Regions from separate parts of the Sus scrofa genome. Here region 2 is linked to region 1. Evidence: chromatin contacts called from public HiChIP or PLAC-seq data. All regions are on one chromosome and are shown on one strand. The core of a region is the stretch at or near the end of the contact, and the rest is flanking DNA. Distances in the headings are between cores, read along the strand shown. Region 1 overlaps VWA3B (von Willebrand factor A domain-containing protein 3B). Region 2 overlaps TMEM131 (transmembrane protein 131).

The links. HiChIP or PLAC-seq counts read pairs in DNA pulled down with a chosen protein or histone mark.
Region 2: a contact with region 1 is called in an H3K27ac HiChIP or PLAC-seq map of skeletal muscle, with 5 times the contacts expected there. The contact joins two enhancer-like sites. A contact is called at or near these places in 1 of 47 Hi-C or Micro-C datasets (skeletal muscle) and 1 of 2 datasets of contacts at active chromatin or transcription factors (skeletal muscle).

The regions. Positions count from the first base shown.
Region 1 is chr3:56,110,225-56,116,477 of Sscrofa11.1, reverse strand. All of the region lies in intron 7 of VWA3B (von Willebrand factor A domain-containing protein 3B), which reads left to right. Among named protein-coding and RNA genes, the nearest start is that of VWA3B, 60 kb to the left of the region's middle. Within about 2 kb of position 4,482, at least 3 of the 83 cell types and tissues checked have an H3K27ac peak or open chromatin away from gene starts, as enhancers often do. A contact at or near this core is called in skeletal muscle, where this site is marked.
Region 2 is chr3:56,405,045-56,411,191 of Sscrofa11.1, reverse strand. It overlaps TMEM131 (transmembrane protein 131), which reads right to left. Exons shown (of 41, transcript XM_021087250.1): 9 at 5,401-5,551; 10 at 5,246-5,302; 11 at 4,282-4,343. Among named protein-coding and RNA genes, the nearest start is that of TMEM131, 130 kb to the right of the region's middle. Within about 2 kb of position 2,046, at least 8 of the 83 cell types and tissues checked have an H3K27ac peak or open chromatin away from gene starts, as enhancers often do. A contact at or near this core is called in skeletal muscle, where this site is marked.

The sequences.
Region 1 (6,253 bases), core at 3,233-5,732:
TTACAGTTTACAAGGCTGAGACTTTATTATCTCCCAAGTCCTGCTCCTTCTAATAATGACTTGCTTCAGATTTCTTATTACTTCTATGAGACAACCTCTGGTTAGTTAAACATTTATTAAATGCCTTCTGTGTTCCTTAGAGTCTCACTAGGGGTGAGGTGGAGATTAAAAAGGAACACAACACAAATTTCCTATTCAGGGAACTTCAGACTCTTAGGAAATCAATTATGCTTCTGTTTGATGATTTAAAATTGCTCCTTCCCATTATAACTCCAGCATCTCAGTTTAGGATTTAAGAATTGCTCATCTAGAAGACCTTACTAAGACATTTCTCAAAAAAAGATGTACAGGTAGCTAAAAAGCAAATGAAAATATGCTCATCTTTGCCAATTATGAGAGAAATGCAAATCAAAACTACAATGAGTTACCACCTCACACTTATCAGAATGGCCATCATTTAAAAAATCTACAATACAAATGCTGGAGAGAGTGTGGAGAAAAGGGAACCCTTTTTCACTGTCAGTGGGAATGTAAATTGGTGCAGCCACTATGGAGGATAGTTCCTAAAAAAACTAAAAAACAGAACTACCATATTATCCAGCAGTCCCACTCCTGAGCATATATACAGACAAAACTATAGTTTAAAAGGTACATGCACTCTTATGTTCATAGCAGCAGTATTTATAATAGCCAAGACATGGAAACAAACTAAATGTCTATTGACAGATAAATGGATAAAGAAGGTGGGGTACACACATACACACACACAATGGAATACTACTCAGCCTTAAAAAAGAATGAAATAATTAAAGATGTAAAGAAACGGAAAGATATTCCATGTTCCTGGGTTGGAAAAATCAATATTGTAAAATGCCATACTACCCAAAGCAATCTACAGATTCAATGCAATCCCTATCAAACTACCCATGACATTTTTCACAGAACTAGAACAAACAATCCAAAAATTTATATAGAACAACAAAAGACCCAGAATCACCAAAGCAATCCTGAGAAACAGAAAATAAGCAGGGGGCATAACTTTTCCAGACTTAAAGAAATATTACAAAGCCACAGTCATCAAAACAGTGTGGTACTGGTATCAAAACAGACAGACAGACCAATGGAACAGAATAAGAACCCAGAAATAAACCCTGACACCTATGGTCAATTAATCTTTGATAAGGGAGGCAAGAACATAAAATGGGAAAAAGTCTGTTCATCAAGCATTGCTGGGAAACCTGGACAGCTGCATGCAAAGCAATGAAACTAGAACACACCCTCACACCATGCACAAAAACAAACTCCAAATGGCTGAAAGACTTAAATATAAGACAGGACACCATCAAACTCCTAGAAGAAAACATAGGCAAAATACTCTCTGACATCAACATCATGAATATTTTCTCAGGTCAGTCTCCCAAAGCAATAGAAATTAGAGCAAATATAAACCCATGGGACCTCATCAAACTGAAAATCTTTTGCACAGCAAAGGAAACCCAAAAGAAAACAAAAAGACAACTTTCAGAATGGGAGGAAATAGTTTCAAATGATCCAATGGACAAGGGCTTAATCTCCAGAATATATAAACAATTTATACAACCCAAAAGCAAAAAAGCCAATCAACCAATGGAAAAATGGGCAAAAGACCTGAATAGACTGTTCTCCAAGGAAGATACACAGATGGCCAGCAAACACATGAGAAAATGCTCGACGTCGCTGATTATAAGAGAAATGCAAATCAAAACTACCATGAGATACCACCTCACACCAGTCAGAATGGCCATCTTTAATAAATCCACAAATAACAAGTGCTGGAGGGGGTGTGGAGAAAAGGGAACCCTCCTGCACAGTTGGTGGGAATGTAAACTGGTATAGCCACTATGGAGAACAGTTTGGAGATACCTTAGAAATCTATACATACAACTTCCATATGACCCCGCAATCCCACTCTTGGGCATATATCCAGGCAAAACTCTACTTAAAAGAGACACATGCACCCGCATGTTCATTGCAGCACTATTCACAATAGCCAGGACATGGAAACAACCCAAATGTCCATCGACAGATGATTGGATTCGGAAGATGTGGTATATATACACAATGGAATACTACTCAGCCATAAAAAAAGAATGACATAATGCCATTTACAGCAACATGGATGGAACTAGAGACTCTCATACTGAGTGAAATGAGTCAGAAAGACAAATACTGTATGATATCACTTATAACTGGAATCTAATATCCAGCACAAATGAACATCTCCACAGAAAAGAAAATCATGGACTTGGAGAATAGACTTGTGGCTGCCTGATGGGAGAGAGAGGGAGTGGGAGGGATCGGGAGCTTGGGGTTATCAGATACAACTTGGAATAGATTTACAAGGAGATCCTGCTGAATAGCATTGAGAACTATGTCTAGATACTCATATTGCAACAGAACAAAAGGTGGGAAAAAAATGTATGCATGTAAGAGTAACTTAATCCCCATGCTGTACAGTGGGAAAAAAATAAAATAAAATAAAGAATGAAATAATGCCATTTGCAGCAACATGGATGCAGGTAGATAATTCTCATACTGAGTGAAGTCGGACAGAGAAAGATAAATACCATATGATTTTACTTACATGTGGAATCTAAAATATGACACAAATGAACTTATCTGAAGAACAGATAAAGAGAACAGATTTGTGGTTGCCAAAGGGGAGGGATGGACTGGGAGTTTGGGAATAGTGTATGCAAAGTATTATATATAAAATGGACAAACAGCAAGGTCCTACTGTATAGCTCAGGGAACTGTATTTATTCAATGACCTATAATAAACCATATGGAAAAGCATATGAAAAAGGATATACATATGTATGTGTATGTGTATATATATATCTGAATCACTTTGCTCTATAGCAGAAATTAAAGCAACATTGTAAATCAACTATATTTCAATAAAGTAAATTTTAAAACATGGGAAAAAAAGAATTGCCCATGTATACTCAACCCTCTTCTTCCCTTAGTTCACACCTTTACCTGATGTGTGTAAAGGTCCAGTTTTCCCACCAGAGGGTCAGTTTCTTTAAGGGCAGGGAGCCCTTGTATTTCTTTCCCCATAGTGGGTTTGAGTCCTGGGTTCCTTGTTTGTTCTTAACTCTGGGCTGCAGCATGGCCTTTCACCAGGACCCCCGCACTGCTCCCTAGAGCCCTTTCTTGGCACCCAGCAGTGGCAGGCTCAGCCCAGTTCAGAGCTGGTTGATGGAACTCAGAGAGCAGCCCTGGGGCCATCTTGCATTCTTTTGGGGGTCCTGTAGTTCCCTTAGAACCAAAAGTTCAGGCCTTTTTTTGTGATTGGGAAAGCTAAAAAACAAAAAATTTAGTAAATTTGCTCTCAAGGAAACTCACAAATTTCCCTCAAATTTACCATTTCATTAAAATATCCTATGAGTTGATGTCTTTTAAATGGTGTTACCTGTTCTAAATAGATTTATTCAGTGTAACTTTATTCATGGGCATTTGGGACATCTTTTCTTTAGATATTGCTTCTCTTCTTTGTGCTTGTGTATTTATCGCCTGTTAGTCAGTAGCACCCAGAGCCTGGGGTCATGTTCTCATGGAGTTTGGTGGAAGACTTGCTCTCTAGCATGGGGAGAAGAGTTATGGTTTGTATTCAGGTTTTCTATATGAATATTGGACAATTAGACTGCATTACATTTGCATTTTGCTGCCTTCTGCTTAGAAGAAGGAGGCCCCAGGAGATGGTACCATAACCATCTAAGAGTTGCCCATCCTTGACATTTGAAATTGCTTTTAAGACATCATGATGCTTGTGAAACACATGTATTCATTGTCCCAAGAAAGCATATCAGGATAGCAAAATGACTCTATTTGCTTAAATTAATTAGTAGTTAATTTCCTTTGGGTGAGACTGAGCAAAACATCTTAGTATGTAATTTAACACAAGGAACTGGGAATTTTCCCATTACAACAAAAACTTCTGATTTCACCACTTTCAATCCCTTTATGGATGCAATATGCCCCCTTTTACCAGATCCATACTATAAGTTTAGGTCTCTGGGAATTTTAATCACCTCATAGTGGATTATTATTTTAAAATGTCATATTGCTTTATGAAAATATATATGCAGTGTTTTCCTGAAAATACTGCCTTTGATAGTCATATTCAGCTCTTTCGGACCCTCATGGTCAGGTAGGAGTTTAGGGCTCAGGCAGTGAGCAGTCTCTACCCAGTGGGGCCAGTTACTCCCCAGGGGTCCTAGGCAAGGGGGAAATGACCACTAACAAACCAGCCCACAGGAGGACCCAGGTGATGGTCTGGGATTCAGGGTTGCTGAGGGTGGTTTTAATTTCATTGGTATTGCTAATATTTCAGAATCATGGCGGGGAGCCTTGCTTAGCTGAGGCCCAAGGATCTAAAAAGGATATCACTGCTGCTTTAGGGCAAGTCACTCTTGAGATCTGGAATCCCTAGGGCACAGCCACATGCTCAAATGATACAAGTCTGTTATATACCAGTCAGAAGAGTTTCTTGCGTTATTGGGGCCGTCAATTATGAGACAGAGCAATTCTTTGAGGTCATTATTTCTTTGTCATAAGGAAAAACAAAAAGAAGAAAGGATAGGAATTCTTCCTGAAAGCCCTGGATCCTGTGCTGACTACCATGGAGGATACAAAGAAGAGACACTGTGTCCGTTCAAACGTAAACTGTAATCTAACACTGTGGGCTAATACCATAGGAAAGCTGAAGATCATAATAGCTCTCAGCCCTGGGATGGCCCTGGACCAGTGCTGAATGGTGAGCTGTGCTGTAAGCAGCTGCTTACTAAAAATAAAGCCTCATGTTTGTCAAGTTGGACTTGAATTAGCCTGGATTCCAGGTCTGGATAGACTAATTCACCATCTCCAGCTGATGCTTCTTTATGCTCATTAGAGTTGGAGGTTGATGTGCCAGGAGGCAGCCAGGAATTGCATATGGTGCCCGCCTGTCTAATGGCCTGAGAGTATGTCCAGGCAGCAAAAGCCTCCACTGAGAACAGTGATTGTGGCTGGCTCATTTCACCAGAATTGAGAAGAAGTGAGGGGCAGATCATTGTTCTCTGGAGTGACTGGGCAAAGCTTGCTGGTGGAGCCAGGCTGGTGCCTTGAATGAAGGGTGCGGCTGAGTGCAGTGGAGGGCTCTGAGTGCCCTGAGTGGGAGGGCAGTGGGAGTGCAGGGGCCCTGGAGGGCTGGGAGGATAGTGTCCTGGCAGGGTTCAGGCTGACAGTATTAGAGGGGGTGAAATGGGGGTCCTGAACCCTGGACTTGAATGCCAGTTCAGGGAGCAGAACCCTGCTCACTGCTGCATCCTCAGTCCTGGCAGTGCCCACTCCCTATCTGTGGTAAGTGCGCAACAAGTATTTGCTGAGTGAACAGATTAATGAGTTGGACTGGACTGTATCCTGCAGGTGAGACAGGAAGGTTTGACAGGAAGCCTTAACAGGCAGGTGGTGTTTGTGGCAGGTACTCCGTGGGCTCTTCCCCTGACACACCCACACGTATCTGACCTGGGTCTCGTTCATCTGTTAAGTCAGCAGTCTGAGAAGTCAGTACCGGGGGCTAAGGCAAAACAGCAGCTTGATGTGACAGCACTTGCAGTGGTGTCAGCATACTCCGAACCTTCAGGTTGTTCCACTAGGCATGTGGGGGATGTTGGGGTTTGGTGAGGAAGGGGGAGGATCTTCTGGGTCACCTGGATGTGCCCATGAGGAACCATATCCTCTTTCTGTGTACAGCAGGCCTTGGCTGGCCCCTCCCTTGATGGACAGGATCCAGTGGGGTTTTGTCTCCTCTCTGGTTTGGCCTGGAGAATTGCAAACCCACAGAGCTCTCGGAACACTAAGTTTCCTGTGCCCTGTCTCCAGGCTCTTCTATTTCCAGTGGGGCTGTCTCCCTGTCTGATTTCCCAGCTAAGTCCCTTAGACACAACCCAGATAAAAATGGCAGCCCTTCCCCGCTGCCTGTAGAATAACTTGAAATAAAATTCCACCTTCTAAGTTAGGCTTTTTATTGCCCGTGATTGTTATGGTCCACTGGCTGGTTTTGTTTCATTTGTTTTTAAAGCAAACCTAGTTAAATGGGTAGTTGTGAGTTTTGTTTTCTGATCCATTATAACGACTAACCCAGTGTAGTGAGAGTCTAATTACTACATGCTCAGAGGAGCACATCTTGGGTCATGGCTGTCCCCTTAAACACACTCTCCTGTCCCTG
Region 2 (6,147 bases), core at 797-3,296, 300 kb before region 1:
CTGGGGATTGACTGGTTCCATCCACATATTTACTATCAATAAGCTTGCTGTTATTAGCAATCATTTAAAGTACCAATCTCTATTCCTTGATGGGTATGTAGGTACGTATGTATGTACATGTGCATATGTGGGTGTGTGTGTGTTTGTATTTTTAACAATTAAGACAAAGCAGTCTGACTATAAGAGAAACTACAAACTGGAGAAAGGTTCATTTGAATTCACTATACTATACTACTCTACTAATACTTTTTTTTTTTCCTTTTTTTTTTTTAAAGGGCTGCATCTGTGGCATATGGAGATTCCCAGGCTAGGGGTCCAATTAGAGCTGTAGCTACTGGCCTACACCACAGCCACAGCAATGCCGGATCTGAGCTGAGTCTGCGACCTACACCTCAGCTCACGGCAACGCTGGATCCTTAACCCCCTGATCAAGGCCAGGGATCGAACCCACAATCTCATCATTCCTAGCTGGGTTCGTTGACTACCGAGCCACGAGGGGAACTCCACATACTAACACATTTCCCGAAGGAAAGTACTATAGAAGTATATGTGACAACCCATGGTGATCAGTTTATGCAACAAAAGGATGTTAACTATTTAACCAGAAGTGTGAGTTTGAGTAAACTGCCCGTTTACTTTAAGGGGCCTTACTTTTTCCCTTCCATAAAATCCTAGGGGATTGGATTAGATATTTTCTAAGTTTCCATCTATCTAAAATATTTTTGTGATTTTGATTAATTTTGCTGTTTTTTTGAATACGCCACATTATCTTGAGGTCAAGATTTGTTAGAGATGATCATAAAAAGCTCTGTTTACAGAGGAGAGCCATAGTTCCTAATTCTTTCACTTGTTCTGTTGATTATGACACAGCAGCAATGGAACCTGGATTATTTTCAAACATGATTAAAGTGGTGGTTAATCAGTAACAAGCACACTTTTTTTTTTTTTTTTTTTTTTTTAAATGGCCACATCCATGATATATGGAATTCATGGGTCTGGAACTGAATCCAAGCCACAGCTGTGACCTACACCACAGCTATGGCAATGCCAGATTCTTAACCGGCTGCACCAGAGTGTGAATTTCACAAGCACAATACTTTTAAAGGGCATAACACCATGGCAGAAACAGCTAAGTGATGGTACTTATTACCACATAGTCACTGTTAAGTAGTAAGAATTTAGAATAAATAGTTGATAAAAAAAAAGTTCCTCTCACATGAAACATACTTGAAGATTTTCCTTACCAGAGGAAAAATATTTTATATTTTTATTTATTATATTTAATTTATTATAATATAAAGTTATTACCTTAAAACATGTCACACTAGTAGTAAAAAAAATATTCAATTGGCTCATATTTTATACAAATGGTCTGAACTGTTGAATTATTACCATTTAGAAAAAAAAAAATCCCTCAATCAGTTAAAACCTGTTTTCCAAGGAAACAAAAACAAAGCAAAACAAAACAAAACGTTGGCTCCTTCTGATGGCTTCAAATGAAAAATAAATAACGATTAACTTGTAAGTATATTTATACTAACAATCTGTTTTAATATCAGTCACTAACTGTTGCTTACTTAGATAATCAAGAAGGGGAAAATATATGGCAAGATTCCCAGGAAAGGCAGCTTGCACAAGCTCTAAATATAGTTCCATCCTTTCTCACGACATGCATACCCAACTAATGCTCAGGAACTCTCAAGTGAGACTCAAGGCCCAGGACATTCTAAAACTTATTTAGGCAAAAGTTTAATTTAAGCAAGCAAGGAAAATAACCTTTTCATATAGAGCAAATAAACTTTTAACAACAGGTGCACAAATTCACTAAGGTGCTTATCAAGTTGATAGTGGTAAAATTAATTAAATACATTTGTGATTCTTATTCATTAACAAGGAAACTTCACACAAAGGTGACTCTTAAAACATCTCAAGCAAACTCATTCCCTTATTTGTACAGCATTAATGTTTTGTAAATGTTGAGGAAAACCATATTCTCAAAGTTGCATTATAGTCAATCAATGGCAGGAAGGCCTGAACCTGGGCATCCTGCCCATTGACAAGTGGGGAAATTATATTTGGAACTGCTTGGTTTGGTAGTCTTATATCTTGAAAGCTGAATTCCATGAAGGGAAATTTAAAAAAGACTTTTCAGCCACTAGTACTGCTGAGCCCATCCTAAAATGCTATAAATTTGTGAAATGGAGGGAATTAGGGACCCTTCTAAAAATGCACCAGTCTCTAAGTCTGGCATATGATGCAGAAAAACACAGGGAAAACCTTAGGAAGCTCTTTTAAAACTCAGTTCCCATGGCTGATAAGGCGAGAGGTCCAAGCTACCATCACCTCCCAGGCAGACCACTACAAGAGATTTTAAACTTTCTGCAGTTCATTCACCACAATGCAGCTATGGTGACTTTCTTTTCTTTTCTTTTTTTTTTTTTTTGTCTTTTGTCTTTTAAGGCCACACCCGCAGCATATGGAGGTTCCCAGGCTAGGGGTCTAATCAGAGCTGTTGTCGCTGGCCTACACCACAGCCACAGCAACAAGGGCCAGATCCAAGCTACATCTGCGACGTACACCACAGCTCACGGCAATGCCGGATCCTTAACCCACTGAGCGAGGCCAGGGATCAAACCTGCAACCTCATGGTTCCTAGTTGGATTCGTTTCCTCTGTGCCACGACAGGAACTCCATACAGTGACTTTTTACAACACATACTTTGAGCAATGGTATATCAACAAATTAGGCAAGTTAGATGAAATGAAAAACTTCCTAGAAACTCATAAGCTACTGAAACTGGCTCAGGAAGATACAGAAATACATTCATGACTTTGTTAATTATGCTAACATACACACACTCAAATTTTTATAAACACTTATATTGCTCTTATTTTGGTCCTTTTTTTATAGACTGATGAAAATTTCAATGCAGATTAAAGACCCCCAATCACTAACCCCTCAATGTAGTAGAAACAGTCTGCATTACGTATTTTTTTTTTTTTTCTTTTTTAAGAAAAATATGGCACCAGGGTGGCTAGGTCAAAGGAACTGTTCCTTGTCATCTGTGGAAGGGTCCTTCACCCTTGACAATGCCTGGAGGAGCAGGGGTGTGGATCCCACCAGATTCAGGCAACTGAAAGGCAGATCTCTCTCAGCTGGCCTATTACTAGGGTGCTAGGAACCTCAGGTGGGGGCAGTTTCAGCTCCACTGTGCATTGGGGAGAGCTTTTTACCAGACTCCATTCCCATAACCAGCCTTAATGCTTCTCCCTAGCAGAAAGATATACTAGGTCATATGTCAGGACACTGCTTAGACTATGACCCTGCTAGCTAGTGAGCAAGGTCACTGTGAACTGAAATGTGGTTCCTGAGATGACCGTCCCTCCCATTATTCAGGGTTTGTATACGCTCTTCTCTTTGGTCTCTACTCCACCAGCTGGAGGTAAACAAACACTAGGTTTGGTCAGGGATGAAGAGCAGTCTCTTAAGTCTCATAGCCTATCTTATTTTATCAGATTTCTCTGAATTTAGCTTTCCGACATCAGCATGGGTCATAATAAAAATATAATGCCTTCCTTGTTCATTATTCTCTATGTAATGTGTGGATCACCTCACCTTGAGGTGGGGCTGTGGTTGGTAAAGCAAAATCCGGATAGCCCTGTCCCCCCACCCCACCCCCCAAACCATGTAAAAGGCATCCCAGTCACTGGTTCTGTGTATATGTGTAAGGGAAAGAGAGACCTCTAGTTCACAGTGTGCTGTCCAGGGTGACCACGGCAGCTGCCAGTCAGAAGGGGTATCTGTGACAAATGTTAACAGCACTACCACTACCTACCGCAGTTCTAGCTTTGTGACTTCTCTTCCCAACTCATCTGAATCTTTTCTTCTCTCTCCTTATTTAACCAAACATTAAGTCTAACAACCAAACCAGATGGAATCCTTACAACCTGTTTTTCTTGGCACATGGCACACAGATCCCAGGATTTATCAGAATCCTTATGTGCTCTTATATGCTTCTGCCCCTTATACGCTTCTGCTAAACAGGAACCTCATGAACTTTGGTTCAAACTTACCTTGGAGAAGACCACATGCCCTTCTCAACCTTAAAGGCTGGTGACTAGAGAGGCAGAACAGGTTTCTTATATTACACTTTGAACCAAAGTGTCACCAGGTCACTACAAAACCGAATTCCTTTAGAGCTAGAGTTTAATTATTTTAAACTTTGTCACAAGTTTAAAGACAAAGAATATAGAAGTTAGGAAGAAATAAGTAAAAACTTACTGTTATTGGTACATCTTTTGTTCCCGAGTTTAATAAATGAAGATTTAAAACTTTTGGTAGATCTGATAAAATTGAGGAAAAGAAATTGTTAAAATGGTATGCTTTAATAGTAAGTCAAAATCTTTCTCTTAATAGATATCATATTGAATATATCTTAAAATGTGAACTAGAATAACAATCACATTTATAAAAAGAAACACTAGACAAAAATTGCCTTATTCTTAAGGCCAGTGAGTATTGTAAAAACTGCCCCTTCTAAACAACCAGACCAAAAAACAAAATTTTTTAGTGATACTGACATTATCACTCATCTTTTAGTATTCCAGCAACGTACAATAAAACAATTTAGTAAAGTAAAATATGAAATAATCACATTAAAATCAAATCTAACTTTCAAAAATGGGACTTCGATCCTAAACACCAAATTTTAATTACATACGGCCCAAGGAAATGCCAAATTACATGTACCCTTACTTTTTTCTTAGTAAGTCCTTTAGGTTATTTTCAGTTTTAGAATTTGAATTCATTCTGTGACCATCTGGGACCAATTTCTAACATTATGTCATGATAAAGCAACTGAATAATCCATATCTGAATAAAAATCCGGAAGTAAATCTTTTTACTTCCTTCATGTTATAAGAAGATCCAGCATAACTAAATAGTTGAGAAACTGGATTAAGAAACTAAGACTCTACTTTCTGCCTTGATCTTCCATTTAGAAGACTTGACCTAAGTTATCTGCAATGCTGCTTTCCTATCTGGTAAGCAATAATGTCCCTCAGAGGAACGGGGGAGAAACCTGTACTGGCTCTGAGCCCCCAAAGTAGATTTCTATAAGATTATATAATCCACCACTGAGAAATAACTTCCAAGGTGAACTAATTACATAGGAGAGCCATTCAGTACTGAACACAGGGTGTTGTTTTTTTTTTAAAGACCTATAAAGAAACTTTCTTTTTTTTACCTTGTGTTCGCAGTGTACCAAAATCTAACATTTCAGTTGAGGAATAAATTCCGGGAGCTTGGAAAAAAGAAAAGCAAACAATTATCTTTCACTTTACCAGAGTAAGATGCACTGAAAGCAAAAGAGACTTGCAGCTCCTTTAGTTTTTCACTAACCTGTTGTAACTTCCACCTCAACAGGAAGAATGATAAACTCTGTGCTGTCTGAAGCATTGGTCTTTATCCTTATGAAGGCTGTGTGATTATCTGCTTCTCGAGATGAAAAACTAGCTCTCATCACTCCCTTGGTTTCATAAGGAGGAATTTCCTGGCAAGTTAACAGACCATAATGTAGCAAAACCACCACAGCTTATTGAATAAGATGACATCACCCAAGAGATGCATTCTTTGTGTGTGTGTGTGTGGTTTTTTTTAATCCTTTTTAGGGCCACACTGGCAGTGTATGGAGGTTCTGGGCTAGGGGTCTAATTAGAGCCGTAGCTGTTGGCCTACACCAGAGCCACAGCAACGCAGGATCCAAGCTGTGTCTGTGACCTACACCACAGCTCATGACAATGCCAGATCCTTAATTCATTGAGTGAGGGCAGGGATGTAACCTGCAACCTCATGGTTCCTAGTCAGGTTCATTTCTGATGTGCCACTATGGGAACTCCCCAAAAGATGCATTCTTATTTTATATACCTACTAACAAAAAATACATTACTGATTAAACAAATATATTTATTCCGCTGATTATAACGCAGTCTAATTTTGAAGAATGTTAAATGTTAAAAACACGTCTACTTTAAAATGAAGAATGGTACATAATGTGAGCAAAATGAAATAAATAAAATTATATGAAAACAAACTGTTAGTTGCAAAAATCATCATTAAAATGTAGAGTTAACCTACAAAAATTACTTT